2 separate regions of the Sus scrofa genome follow, and region 2 is linked to region 1. Evidence: chromatin contacts called from public Hi-C data. All regions are on one chromosome and are shown on one strand. The core of a region is the stretch at or near the end of the contact, and the rest is flanking DNA. Distances in the headings are between cores, read along the strand shown. Region 1 overlaps LOC102165025 (a long non-coding RNA gene). Region 2 has its middle 13 kb from the start of IFI6.

Evidence for each region. Hi-C and Micro-C count contacts between places; a contact is called where the count stands out from the background.
Region 2: a contact with region 1 is called in a Hi-C map of liver, with 1.6 times the contacts expected there. The contact joins two enhancer-like sites. A contact is called at or near these places in 1 of 47 Hi-C or Micro-C datasets (liver) and 2 of 2 datasets of contacts at active chromatin or transcription factors (alveolar macrophages and skeletal muscle).

Annotation. Positions count from the first base shown.
Region 1 is chr6:84,707,747-84,714,948 of Sscrofa11.1, reverse strand. It overlaps LOC102165025 (a long non-coding RNA gene), which reads right to left. Exons shown (of 2, transcript XR_298616.3): 2 at 7,153-7,202. Among named protein-coding and RNA genes, the nearest start is that of WASF2, 14 kb to the right of the region's middle. Within about 2 kb of position 4,773, at least 15 of the 83 cell types and tissues checked have an H3K27ac peak or open chromatin away from gene starts, as enhancers often do. A contact at or near this core is called in alveolar macrophages and liver, where this site is marked.
Region 2 is chr6:84,841,530-84,848,731 of Sscrofa11.1, reverse strand. No RefSeq gene overlaps it. Among named protein-coding and RNA genes, the nearest start is that of IFI6, 13 kb to the left of the region's middle. Within about 2 kb of position 3,456, at least 61 of the 83 cell types and tissues checked have an H3K27ac peak or open chromatin away from gene starts, as enhancers often do. A contact at or near this core is called in alveolar macrophages and liver, where this site is marked.

The sequences.
Region 1 (7,202 bases), core at 3,524-6,023:
CCAGAGTAGTATCAATGGAGACTGGGGTGTGATCCCTGGCCTTGCTCAGTGGGTTAAGGATCTGACATTGCCATGAGCTGTGATGTAGGCCGGCAGCTGCAGCTCTGATTCAACCTCCTAGGCTGGGAACCTCCATATGCCTCGGATGTGGCCCTAAAAAAAGAAAAAAAAAATGGAGATAAGGAAACTAAAGCTCAGGGTAGAGGAATGACTCCAAAGCCTGTTTATTTTCCTGCCTGTGTGGTGGCAGTACTTTATATCTAATTGCTTTTATATCTATTGCCACATTTAATCCTCACAACAACTGCATAAGTAGTATTTCATCATCCCACTTTACAGATGAGGAAACTGAGGCATGGGAGGGTTAAGAAATTTGCCTAAGCTTAGAAATGACATGGGTGGGCGTCGAACCTTGGGAGTTAAGCTCTTTTTTTTTTTTTTTTTTTTTTTTTTTTGTCTTTCGTCTTTTTAGGGCCGCCCCTGCAGCATATGGAGGTTCCCAGGCTAGGGGTCTAATCTGAGCTGTAGCCACCAGCCTACACCACAGCCACAGCCGAGCCACGTCTGCAACCTACACCACAGCGCACAGCAACACCGGATCCTTAACCCACTGAGTGAGGCCAGGGATCGAGCCCGGAACCTCATGGTTCCTAGTCTTGGATTCGTTTCCACTGTGCCAAGACGGGAACTCCAAGGGAGTTAAGCTCTTAACTCTACGTTCTGCTGTCTTTTACCACTAGTATAATTATAACTCGGTTCCATCACTTGGCTACCAAGCCCTCTGCCTCAGTCATCCATCTGAGGAATGGGATTTGATCAAGATGCTCTGAGTGCCCCCTGCTTGTAAAGCCAGGAAGAGGCAGAAATGTGATCCAAGCTGAAGGGAGGGCCCTCTGGAAGGAACTGGGGGACTGGAGCTTGACTCTGCCTCTTACCCTCTGTCCTGCAGCCCCAGGATAGCTGGGTAGGGCCCCGGGGAGCTGCTCAGAGAGAGGCCCCTTCTAGCCTGAGCTCACAACAACATCCTCCTTCCTGGCCTGTGGCCTGAGAAGGTGGCGCTTTCCTGGGGCCAAGGCCGAAGCAGCAGCAGCCCCCCTTCCTCCTCAAGGCTCAGCTGTGGGGCGGCTGCCCAAGCTCCCGCCTTTCCTACTCCCTGGCCAAGTTGCTGCTCTGTGGTCACCTGGACCCAATTTCCTCCTTCCTGCCTCCGCCCATCTCTGGGAAGCGCCCCTGGGCTGCCCTGCCAATTTCCAGAGGCTTCTCCCCAGGAAGCCATCTCTGTCTTCCCCCCACCCCCACCTCCAGGTCTCCTGCCCCTACTTGGAACATTCTAGCTCTCCCTTCAGCCCCACACGTAGAGAATCACTTGGACCATCAGGCCATTTTCCATTTGGTTCCTGGCTGAACATTGGGTCCCCCTGGCCAGACTGTGAGTTCCCTTTGCTAGAGCGGTTCTCACATCCTGTGCTTTCCTCTCCCCCCACAGTGCCTGGCAGGGAGGAGGCCAGAGCCAGAGCTGCCGGTGCTCCAGGAAATGAAACTTGGTGCTCAGAGGCCTGGAGCCAGCATCACTGGCTTTTGAAGCCAACCTCATTTTAAGTGAAGAAACCCAGAAGGCCCGGGAGGAAAGGGACTTGCCCAGGGTCACCCAGAGTCCAGGCCAGGACTCAAACCCAGGTCTTCTGACCAGGCTCTTGATGCCCTACGCGGATCAAATTTCTAATCCCCCAGGTCCATATTTTTAAGCAGGAAACCAAAATAATTCCTGACAATATATATATATATATATATATATATATTTTTGTTTTGTTTTGTTTTGTTTTGTTTTGTTTCACCCATGGCATGTGGAAGTTCCCAGGCCAGGGATTAAACCCATGCCACTGCAATGACCCAGGCCACAGCAGAGACAACACTGGATTCTTAACCCACTGAGACCAGGGAATTCCATCTGACAATGTATTGCCGGAACCTGGGGGTTTAATTCTGTCCAGATGCCATATCTGGAAAAGCCCTAAAGTGATTCTCCAACCTCCCTCCATCCTACCCCTCCCCGTGTTATAAACAAGCAAACTGAGACCCAGAAAGCAGAGGGACCTCTTCAAGGACACACTGAGCTGGAGTGAGAGCTGAGATTCATTCATTGAACAAAGTTTGCGTTTTTGTTTGTTTGTTTGTTTTTAGCATTTAAGAATGCTAAGCTTGGAGTTCTCGTTGTGGCTTATCAGGTTAAGAACTGACCAGTATCCATGAGGATATGGGTTCGATCCCCGGCCTCGCTCAGTAGGTTAAGGATTCAGCATTGCTTCAAGCTGTGGTGTGGGGCACAGATGTGGCTCAGATCTGGTGTTGCTATGGCTGTGGTGTAGGCCTGCAGTGGCATCCTAGCCTGGGAACTTCCATATGTCGAAGGTGCAGCCCTAAAAAGGAAAAAAAATGCCAAGCTCTGTGCTGGGTGCTGAGACTATAAGGGTAAAAAAAGACAGCCATTGTTGGAAGGGACATGAGGGGGCTCCTGGGTACAGAAAATGTTCAGGATCATAATGGCCTGCATCTTTTCTGTTTTGTTTTGTTTTTGTTTTTTAGGGCTGCACCCATGGGGGAATTCCCCGGCTAGGGGTCAAATCAGAGCTGCAGCCGCTGGCCTATGCCACAGCCACAGCAACTCAGGATGGAGGTCGCATCTGTGACCTATACCACAGGTCATGGCAATTCTGGATCCCAGACCCACTGAGCTAAGCCAGGGGTCAAACCCACATCCTCATGGACACCAGTCGGATTCGATTCTGCTGCGCCACAACAGAAACTCCATTTTTTTTTTTCCGGCTGTCCCACAATACATGGAGTTTCTAGGCCAGAGATCATATCTGAGCCACAGTTGCAGCAACGCCAGAGCCTTAATCCACTGTGCCAGGCCAGGGATCAAACCTGCGTTCCATCGCTCCAGAGACACCACCAGTCCATTGCACCACAGCAGGAACTCCTATAATGGTCTACATCTTGATCTGGGTACCAGTTACAGGAGTGTTCAGTTTGGGAAAATTCATCAAGTTGTGTATATGTGTGTGTGTGTGTGTGTGTCTGTCTGTCTGTCTATCTATCTATCTATCTATCTATCTATTTATCTATCTATCTATCTTAATGGCCTCACCTTGCAGCATATGGAAGTTCCTGGGCCAGAGCCTGAATCTGAGCTACAGCTGTGACCTACACTGCAACTGTGGCAATGCCAGATTCTTTAACCTATTGCACTGGGCTGTGGATTAAACCTGTGCCTCCACAGCAACCCAAGCTGCCAAGGTTGAATTCTTAACCCACTGCACCACAGTGGGAACTCCTGAATTTTTTTTTTTTTTTTTTTTTTTGGCCATGCCCGTGGCACATGGAAATTCCTGGGCCAGGGATCAAATCCCCACCATAGCAGTGACCTGAGCCATTGCATTGACAACACTGAACCCTTAACCTGCTGTGCCACAAGGGAACTCCCACAAGTTGTATATTTTGATATGTTCAGTTTTCTGAATGTATATTTTATTTTTTTAATTTTTAATGGCTGCACCCACAGCATATTGAATATATATATATATATATATATATATATATATATATATACTTTTTTTTTCTTTTTATGGCAGCACCTTCAGCATATGGAAGTTCCCAAGCTAGGAGTTAAATCTGAGCTGTAGCTGCAGGCCTACACCACAGTCATAGCAACACTGGATCTGAGCCACATCTGTGATCTACACCACAGGATGCAGCAACAGTGGATCCTTGACCAGTGGAACCAGGCCAGAGATTGAAAACACATCCTTAGGAAGATTACATTGAGCCACAATGGAACCCCTTTAATGTATATCTTAGTACAAAGTTTCTTAAGAGACGGTCACAAGCTTTGAGCTTAGAGAGCTGCAATGTACAAGATGAGGTGTTAAACAACAAATTACACAAATCATTGTGGTTTTTTTTTGTCTTTTTGTCTTTTCTAGGGCCGCACCCGAGGCATGTGGAGGTTTCCAGGCTAGGGGTCTAATCGGAGCTACAGATGCCAGCCTACACCACAGCCACGGCAACGTGGGATCTGACCCACGTCTGCGATCTACACTACAACTCATGGCAATGCCAGATCCTTAACCCACTGATTGAGGCCAGGGATTGAACCCGCAATCTCATGGTTCCTAGTCGCACTTGTTAACCACTGAGCCACGACAGGAACTCCTACAAATCATTGTTTAATGACAATTGTGACAAGTTCTACAATAAAGTAGAGGGTGCTATGGGCTGTGGGGTGGGAAGAACTGATCCAGTCTGGGAACAATCAAGGAGGGCTTCTCCAAGGAGGTGAGGGATAAGCTGAACTGTCAAGAATAGGTAGGAATTTGAGAGAGAATGAGTCTCAACCCCTCCCTGACAATGCACAAAAATTAATCCAAGATGAATCATGGACCTAAACTGTGAAAGCTAACACTATAAACTTCTAGAAGAAAACATATGGGATTATGTTCATGATCTTGGGATAGGTGAAAAATTCTTGGGCATCAAAAGCACTCTACATAAAACAAAATTATCAGGGGATGAGAAAAAAGCATTCAAGACAGAGCAAACAGTATGTGTGAAGGCCCAGAGGGAGGAAGAGACAGTCTTGTTCTGGAAGAGCCGAGAAAAGGCCAGAAGTTGAGGAAGCAGTGAGAGAGGGAAGTGAAAGTCCAGAGGAGGCAGGGGCCAGATGGCCCAGGGCTTTAAGGGTTGGGTTAGGAGTTGGGACTTTATCCTGAGGGCACTAGGCAGGGAGCAAAGGGTGTCACATAAGGGGAGTGGCAGGAGCAGCAATTGAAGCAACAATCGGGGATAATGTGACCTTAGCCTGGGTTTGCAAAGAGTATTACCTTCTTGGATGTGCCCAGGATTGCAAGGGGTTGCCTACGCAGAAAGGAGAAGAGAAGGAAACACTCCCCTTTCTCCCTGTTCAGCAACCAGACAAGGCCAGGCTTGGATTCTGCTTCCTTGCAAATCAAGATGTAGTTTTATAACCTGAAAAGTCACTTAATCCAGGTGCCAGGATGAGGTGGGGCATGGCAGGCGGGGACTTGGGCTGTGAGGTCCTGTCCTGCCAGCCTCAGCCCTGGTCTTGGAGGAGCTGGAGTCTGCCAGCTCCTACCCACCCACGCCCCAGCTGCTGTTACAGCCCCACCTCACCCCTGCTCAGCACCTGGACCTCCTCTCACCTTCTCTCTCCCTCCAGGATGAGTCCCAGCTGGGAAGAAAGAGCCCAGAAGTCAGGAGTTTCTTCCACCCACTGCCCCTCCCAACACACACGTACCAACATACCCTGCGCCAGAGCTGGAATGGGACTGGGGCAACTAGGTCCCAGCATCACTCAGGCCTCCTTCCTGCAAGGGGCTCAAGAAAGGCAGTGAAAGTGGCGCCTCTATTCACTTCTACCAACTTTTTTTTTTTTTTTTTTTTTTTAAGGGCCTAACTCATGGCATACATGGCATATGGAGGCTCCCAGGCTAGGGGTCGAATCGGGGCTGTAGCTGCAAGCCTATACCACAGCCACAGCAACGCAGGATCCAAGATGCATCTGTGACCCACACCACAGCTCAGGGCAATGCTGGATCCTTAACCCACTGCACGAGGACAAGGTTTGAACCCAAACCCTCATGGATACTAGTCGGGTTTGTTACCACTGAGCCACAACAGGAACTCCCACTTCTACCAACATTTTTGAGCACCTGCTGCATGCCAGGCACTGGGTTACAGTTAAGAAGGTATTGTTCCGGCTCTCCCTGGGAATTCTCGGGGTAATGGGGGAAAGAGCGCAAGGACACCATTACAAGTGCTGTATAGAGGTGCAAAGTGCAAGTGAGTCTGGAAAGTGAGACTGATTTCACTTGGGGAACAGAGTGTGAACATCAAGAAAAATTTCCTCCAAGAGGTGACATATGAGCTGGGTCATAAGGAGTAGTAAGACTGACAGTAAGAAATGCTCTTTGTAGCAAAGGACAGTATAAGAATTACAGGAACTTGGGAGCGTCAGGTGCTGTGCTCAGCACCGTATGGATTCATTTAATCCCTACAATGATTCTAAGAAGAAGTATGACAATGATGCCCATTTTCCCAGATGTGGTAACTGAGGCTTAGAGAAGGAAATTGATTTATCTACAAACTTCCACATCTGGTAAGTGGCAAAATTCAGACTTGAACCCGGGACTGTCTGCTTGCATGATCTTAACATCTACTCATGGAGTGGCTTAGGCAAAGGACATGTGGAAGAGAGAAGTAGGAGGTGAGATTGGAGGGGTGGAGGCAGGGGTCCAGTAGTAGAAAACTTGGTGAAGAGTTTGGGCTTTATCCAAAGAGCAATGGGGAGCCATGGAAGGTTCATTAGTGAGGGAAGGGGTAAAGAGGGATGGCACCCACAATTAGCTTTCTGTTTTTAGAGGCTCACTTTAAAGGAGGAGAAATTAGAGACAGAGAAACCTGCACGAAAATCCAAGAAAAAGATGGGGGTTGAAGGATGGAGAAAGGAGGGAGCGCTGGGAGACGTGAAGCAGAGCCTGGGGACTGAATGGCTCTGGCAGATGAAGTGGAGGGAGGAATCAAAGATGATGTCCCAGGCTTTGGCTTGTATGTTCCAGAAAGAAGCCCAAGAATCCATCTTTAACACTGTATTGCGCTCCCCCTCCCCTCACCATGGCTCAGCTCCACACATGGCACCTGCGAAACGCACTCCGGGATGGTGCTTTGGTCTTCTGCAGATACTCAGTGTATCCATCACCTGTTTGTGCCCTCATTCACCCAATATTTACGAGCACTTATTGTAGGCCAGATGTTCTGGAAGCTGGGATGGACAAGGAACAAGCAGAACCTGTCTTATCAGTGAGGTAATGATTCCAGCTTGGGGTCTGGATCTGAATCCTGGTTCAGCGACTTCTTTATGCTGAGTCCTGGCTCAGCCTCCAACTTGGCGTGACTTCAGGTGAGTTACCGAATCTCTCGCTGTCTCAGTTTCCTCATCTGTAAAATGGGAAAATGAACAGTACCTGCCACAGAGATTCAACGGTTTATCTATGGAAAGTCTCTGGCACTGGGTAAGCATTTTAGGTCAGCTATTATTATTGCAGAGTTCACATTCTAGTGGGGAGACAGAACCAATTACACAATTAATTATTTAATTACAACAGTGATAAACACTTTGAAGGAGC
Region 2 (7,202 bases), core at 2,207-4,706, 140 kb before region 1:
TCACTTCTAGGCCCACAGCCTAGATTTAAAGGTAATGAGCACAGGGATTTAAAGGTAATGAGCGGATGGAGTACCCGTCGTGGCTCAGTGGTTAACGAATCCAACTAGGAACCATGAGGTTGAGGGTTCAATCCCTGGCCTTGCTCAGTGGGTTAAGAATCCGGCGTTGCCGTGAGCTGGGGTGTAGGTCGCAGACGCGGCTTGGATCTCGAGTTGCTGTGGCTCTGGTGTAGGCCGGTGGCTACAGCTCCGATTAGATTAGACCCCTAGCCTGGGAATCTCCATATGCCACAGGAGCGGCCCTAGAAAAGGCAAAAAAAAAAGAAATAAAAAATAAAGGTAATGAGTGGAGCACTCCACACACACACTTCTTGTCTGGGCAGCAGATGGCGTTGCCAGGAACAAGGCATCCTTGGACCCAGGCTTGGGGGGCTGGGCCAGCTGAGGGCCCGGGTCAGCAGTAGCTGGAGGGAGATGTGGCAGAGGAGGCTTGTGGCTTCCTGTGAAGAACTGAAGAGCCACTTCCTTTAAGCAGATGGCTGTGGGGGAGGGGCAGAAGACTAGGGGGCATGGGCTTCCTGGCCCAGGGGGAGAGGCCCAGAGCAGCCTTCTATTTCCTTTCTCTCTGGGGTCTCCATGGAGCAGACAGGCAGAGTTACACCTTTCCCATGTGCTGTAAAGCTACAGAGAGGAGAGATTCGAGGCAGCTCATCTGTACAAGTAAAGAAATGAAGTCTTGGTTAGGAAGGAAGCAGGCCCAAAGGCACCTCCAGGTAGGTATGCAAAAACCTAGACCAGAGCTTCGCTCAAAGGCCTCCCCCCCCCTCCCCCCCCCCCCCGCCTTCCAATGACCTTCCTTCCTCACTCTGGGGTCTCTATTCAAATGTCGTCTACTCCAAGAAACCCTCCTTGACCGCTATTTCCTCATTCATCTCTACCATGGTGGGAATTACGGGGCCTCAAAACCTACCGGTACCTGTGTTTCACCCACAGAGATTACGATTTAACTGGTCTGGGGGGAGCCTGGGCTTTGGAAGTTAAAAAAAAAATTCCCCTGGAGTTCCCATCCTGGTGCTGTGGAAACGAATCCAACTAGGAACCATGAGGTTGCAGGTTCAATCCCTGGCCTTGCCCAGTGGGTTAAGGATCCCGGTGTTGCTGTGAGCTTTGGTGTAGGTCTCAGACGTGGCTGGGATCTGGTGTTGCTGTGGCTGTGGTGTAGGCTGGCAGCTGTAGCTCCAATTAGACCCCTAACCTGGGAACCTCTATATGCCTCAAGTGCGGCCCTAAAAAGAAAAAGAAAAAAAAAATCTCCTGGTGATTCTTTTATTTATTTATTTATTTATTTATTTATTTATTCTAATGTAAAGACAGACAAGTGTGGGAACACTGTGCTAACATATCATCCTGTTTTAATTTTCTGCATGAGACCGGTAAAGAAATGGAGCCTTGGTTGCTCCAAGAAGCAGACCCACACGCTCAGCCCCAAATACTCAAGTCCAGCTTCAGAACCCAGTCCCAAACACCCAGATCCAAGGTTTTATATGTATGAACTCATTTAATCCTATAATCCTCTTAAGTGTTATTAGGATCCTTGTTTTACAGAAAAGAAGTCAAGGCAGAGGGAAGTCAAATCACTTCCCCAAAGGCAAACAACTGGCAAGTGACAGGCCAGGATTCGAACCCAGTCCGTCTCACTAGGACACTGCCTGGCACCTAGAGAGGAATCTACAAAAAACTGGCCAATTGAGGAACTTAATTTTAAACTCCTTTGGCCTCATGCATCCTCCCTCACCACACTCAGTTGAGCAACCAGGCAGCCTGTAGATTCTATTTTCTAATTATTTCTTGAGTCTGTTCACGAGTTTCCACCCACATGTCCCCCCTTCTCACCATCTAACTCACTACCCTCAAGCCCAGAGGACATCTACAAGTTCCTCCTAATGGGTGCTTCAGTGTTCACTCTTTTTTTTTTTCATTTTTTTTATTACTCAAATGAATTTATCACATCTGTAGTTGTATAATGATCATAACAATCTGATTTCACAGGATTTCCATCCCACAGCCCAGGCACATCCCCCCAGTGTTCACTCTTGTCTATTCTCCACATACAGCCAGGAAGATATGAAAAAAAGTAGATCAAGTGACACTTCCCACCCCACAGGCTCAAACCACCCAGTGGCTGTCCATCACTTAGAATAAAATTCTACTTCCTTACTCTGGCCTTTGAGGTATTTAATAATCCCCTCCCCCAACTCTGTTCCAGCCATGCTGGCCTCTTTTCCCTTCCCAGAACCCTCCAAGTGCCTGCCAAGCTCAACGGCTTTCCACAAGCTCTTTCCTTTGCCTGGAACACTTTTGTTGCTTCAGGAGTCAGCTGGAATGTAACTTCTCCAGAGACCCGAGCCCCCACTCTAAATTAAACACTCCGTTATTCCAGCAGCCTGTACCTTATGTTCCTAGAATTGATCACGGTTGTAATAAAAGCATGATTGGTGTAAGCATTTGTTACTGTCAGACCTGCTCACTAGACTCCCAGCACAAGCACGGGGCTCATCGTTATTTATCTCCAGCACCCAGCGCAGCACCTGGCACACAGCAAGTGCCCAATAGCTTTGGTTGAGTGGAGAGACAGACAGATGGACAGCTGGGTGGACAGACAAATGGGTGGATGACCTGAATGAGTGAATGACTATATTTTAAAATTTAGAAAACTATGGAGTTCCCGTCTTGGCGCAGCGGAAATGAATCCAACTAGGGACCATGGGGTTGCGAGATCGATCCCTGACCTCGCTCAGTGGGTTAAGGATCCGGCCTTGCCATGATCTGTGGTGTAAGTCGCAGACACGGCTGGGATCTGGTGTTGCTGTGGCTCTGGCGCAGGCCGGTAGCAACATCTCCAATTAGACCCCTAGCCTGGGAACCTCCATATGCCGCGGGTGCGACCCTAAAAAGACAAAAAATAAAATAAAATTTAGAAAACTATTCACCTGGCTGTGCTTCTCAGGCCAGTTATAAAGTGCTCTATTCACCCGGGAGTTATTTTCACCCTTCGAAAGGCCCCACCCACTGGCCCTCAAAGGCCTTTCCCAGGCCGGGCCACTGGGCGGGGTTTCCGGGGCCGGATGCGTGACGTCACCAAAGTAGGTGTGCCCTGGATCAGCCTCTGCTTCCTGATTGGCGGGCGCCGGACAGCGGCCCCACTCTCTGCCGCTGCCGTCGGAGTAGAAGCCGTGGGAGCGAGGCTCGTGAACCTGACAAGGCGTCCTCGTGGACCGCGTCAAGGTGGTCCGCAGTCGTACCAGCTTCAGCTTGTCGGGGTCCCCGGGGGACATGTTCACTTAGCGCTGAGCGTTTGGCCTCGCTCTCGCTGTTCTGCTGGAAGATAGGACAGTGGAAGGGGCCTGCGCTGCGGCTGTACCGCTTTCCGCAGCGGGCTGGGTCGAGAACCGGTAACCAAACCTTGACGTGCTCACATAGGCGCGGCTATTTCGGGCCTCTGACCTCGGCGAGGAAAGTCCTAGAAACACAGCCCCACACTCCTTCTCACTCTTCTGGACACGCTTCACCTTTTCCCCCCACCCCAAACTCAGACCTCCAAAGAGCTATGGGGCGAGGAGTAGCCCTGGACTCCTATTGCCTCATTCAGACCCCATGCCAGCCCTGTAAAACAGGAGATGCTATTCCCATTTTACAGATGCACAAACTGGGGTTCCTGGATGAATGCTATTTACCCAAGGTCACACAGTGAGATAGTGGCCCCCAGGCCAAACTTCAAAGCCCAACGTCTTTCTTGTACCCCTCTTGTCTACCTGTCCTGCTACCAGGCCCCTTTTGCCTGAAGCATCTTGAGGTCCTGAAGGTCCCACGGCTCCTGTTCCACACAGCTGGATGCCACCCCACTGGGGCCTCAGCAGCTGTGCCTGGGCAGCAGCTAAGGGCTGGTTGTATGCTGGGAGTCACCTCTTTCTTCTGTGCTTGCTCACTCCCCCAAACTAGGGAGGACCCTAGACCAAAATTAGGCAGTGGCCAAGGAGCATTCTGGTAGCCACCAAGCCCCTGAAACTGGGCTGGGCCACTTATTTGCTGTATGACCTTGAGAGGCTTCCTTTCTCAGAACCTCAATTTATCATCTGTAAAGGGGGCATAATATCCTTCTGCAGGGCCCCGGTGTGCTGGAATTCAGGAAAGCTGCTCTTCTCTCCCTCTCAGGCCTCCTCACCCTTGAACCCTCTCACCTTGAGGAACGGAGCCCCCTCTCCAGGGTCCCTGTGATGTCAGAACTTCAGCAAAACCTGCACATAGCCTGGTCCTTGATGGGGATCACGTCCTGGGTTGGGCAGGCACCAGGTTGGAGGGGGCACAGCTTACCCAGCTTCAGCCCCTTTGGTCTCCATCTCTGCTGAGGAGCCGGCTGTCTCTACTATCTGTGGCCTTTGCAGAGCCATTCCCCAAGGGACCCTGCCTCTCCTGCCTCCTTCTATTGTCCTCCCCTCCCTTCTTCCTCCCACAAATGTTTATCCATGCCTACCCTGTGCATATGTTACTGAATAAGCCGGGAGGTCCTTGCAAAGGAGGAAATTGACAAGGAAACCAAGTTATAATTCATTCACCCATCCCCAATCCTGCTGCCCTCCCTGGTTCTGCCCTCCCCAGTGCAGTCTGCTCTCCACACTGCAGCTTGAGCCATCCTGATAAAAGGGAGGTCAGAACATGTCACTCTTATGCTCAGTCCCCTCCCACGACTCCCCATCCCAGAGGAAAAGCCAGCGTCCTTGCTGTGACCTGCAAGGCCTGCATGATCTACCTCATCGCCTCCCACTCTCCCCTCTGAGAGCTCCATTCTGGCTGCAGTGGCTGCCTTGCTGTTTTTCAACATGCCAAGCATGCTCCTGCTTCCAAGCTTTGCATTTGCCCTTGGTGCTGCTAGGAATGCTTCCTTAGATATCCAGGTGGCCTCTCTCCCCTCACTCAGGTGTCTCCACCTCATCCAAGGGCCTTCCCTTGCTGCCCATCTAAATACTACTTTCTATTTCCCTTCTGTCCTTTTATCTGCACTACCAATTGACATGTAATTATTTGCTTACTGTGTGTTCCCCTACAGAAGTATAAGTCCCATGAAATCTACAATTCCCCACCTCTCAGGGGAAAAATGGGGTAGGAGAGAAAAGAATGCCAGGAAACTATGAAAAAAGAAAAGGCATCACTAACCATACTACCATAGATAATAATATTTAAAGCCTCAATAATTTTTTTTTTTTTGTCTTTTTAGGGCCATACCCGTGGCATATGGAGGATCCCAGGCTAGGGGTCAAGTCAGAGCTAAAACTGCCAGCCTACACCACAGCCACAGCAACACCAGATCCTCAACCCACTGAGCAAGGCCAGGGATCGAACCTGTGACCTCATGGATACTAGTCAGATTTGTTTCCGCTGAGCCACAGTGGGAATTCCAAAGCCTCAATAATTAAACCAACTTGATTTGGGGAGTTCCCATTGTGGCTCAGTGGGTTAAGAAACTGACAAGTATCCATGAGGATGTGGGTTTGATCCCTGGCCTCAGTCAGTGGGCTAAGGATCCGGTGTTGCCATGAGTTGGACTTAGGTTGTAGATGCAGCTCGGATCCCACATTGCTGTGGCTGTGGTGTAGGCTGGCAGCTACAGCTCTGTTTCAGTTCCTAGCCCGGGGAACTTCCATATACCAGGGGTGTGGCCCTAAAAAGAAAAAAGAGGAGTTCCTGTCATGCCGCAGCAGAAATGAATCCGACTAGAAACCATGAGGTTGCGGGTTCGATCCCTAGCCTCGCTCGGTGGGTTAAGGGTCCAGTGTTGCCATGAGCTCTGGTGTAGATCTCAGACGAGGCTCGGATCTGGCGTTGCTGTGGCTATGTCACAGGCCGGCAGCTACAGACAGCTCCGATTCAGCCCCTATCCTGGGAACCTCCATAGGCTCCACAGGTGCAGCCCTAAAAAGAAAAAAGAAAAAAAAGAAAACAATTAATTTGGTGCAGGAAGAGACAAAGGAATGGGCTGGGCTAGGATGTTCAGAAATAGACAGGAGAATTTAGTATTTGATAAAGGTGGTCTCAAAGAAAAGAATGGACTCCAGTAAGTAGTGCTAGGACAACTAGGTAGCTAATTGTTTCACTGGGGGGAAAATGAGATCTCTTCCTCACATAAAGCATTAAGCTCCAAAGGGATCAAAGATTTAAATGCTAAAAAAATAAATAAATAAAAGCAATAAAGGAAAACATGGGAGAAACTATAATCTCATAGTGGAAAAAGACTATCTATACTCAAAAATAAAAAAGCCATTAGAAAATATTGATTAAAGTTACCTGTATTAAAATTTTAAAAATTTGCATGGAAAAATCATATAAGTCAATTTGTAAGATGAATGATAAACTAGAGAGATGAATAATACACTAGAGGAAGATATTTACAACTCAAATCACAGACAAAGGGTCATCTGTCTATAAAAAATTCCTGGAAATCCATTAAATCCATTAAAAGGACCAAAAATCTAGTATAAACAGGTATAAGGTATGAATTGACTGTTCCCAGAAAAGTAAATACAAATGGCCCTTCTTTTGGCTGCATGCTCAGCATGCAGAAGTCCTGGGTCAGGGATTGAATCCCTACCACGGCAGTAACTGTAGCCACCACAGTGACAGTGCTGGATGCGCGCTGAGCCACCGGGGAATTCCACAAATGGCTTTTATTTATTTATTTATTTAGCTTTCTAGGGCTGCACCCTCGGCATATGGAAGTTCCCAGGCTGGGGGTCAAATCGGAGTTACAGCCACCAGCCTACACCACAGCCACAGCAACACAGGATCTGAGCCGTGTCTGTAACCTACACCATAGTTCATGGCAACACCAGATCCTTAACCCACTGATTGAGGCCAGGGATTGAACACACATCCTCATGGATCCTAGTCAGGTTCATTAATCACTGAGCCACAAAGGGAACTCCCGCAAATGGCTTTTAAACATTTGGAAAGAAGATCAAACTTTTTCAAAAGAAATGAAAGTCAGGAAAACCACGCAGGCAAAAAAAATCTAAAAGTTTAATAATGTACTCTGTGGGTATTTCTGTGAGGAAACCACCCTCTTATGCGTGCAAATACAAATTGGTACAGGTCCCCAGAAGGACATTTTGGAAAAATCTTTCAAAATTACAAATATGTCCAGATATTCT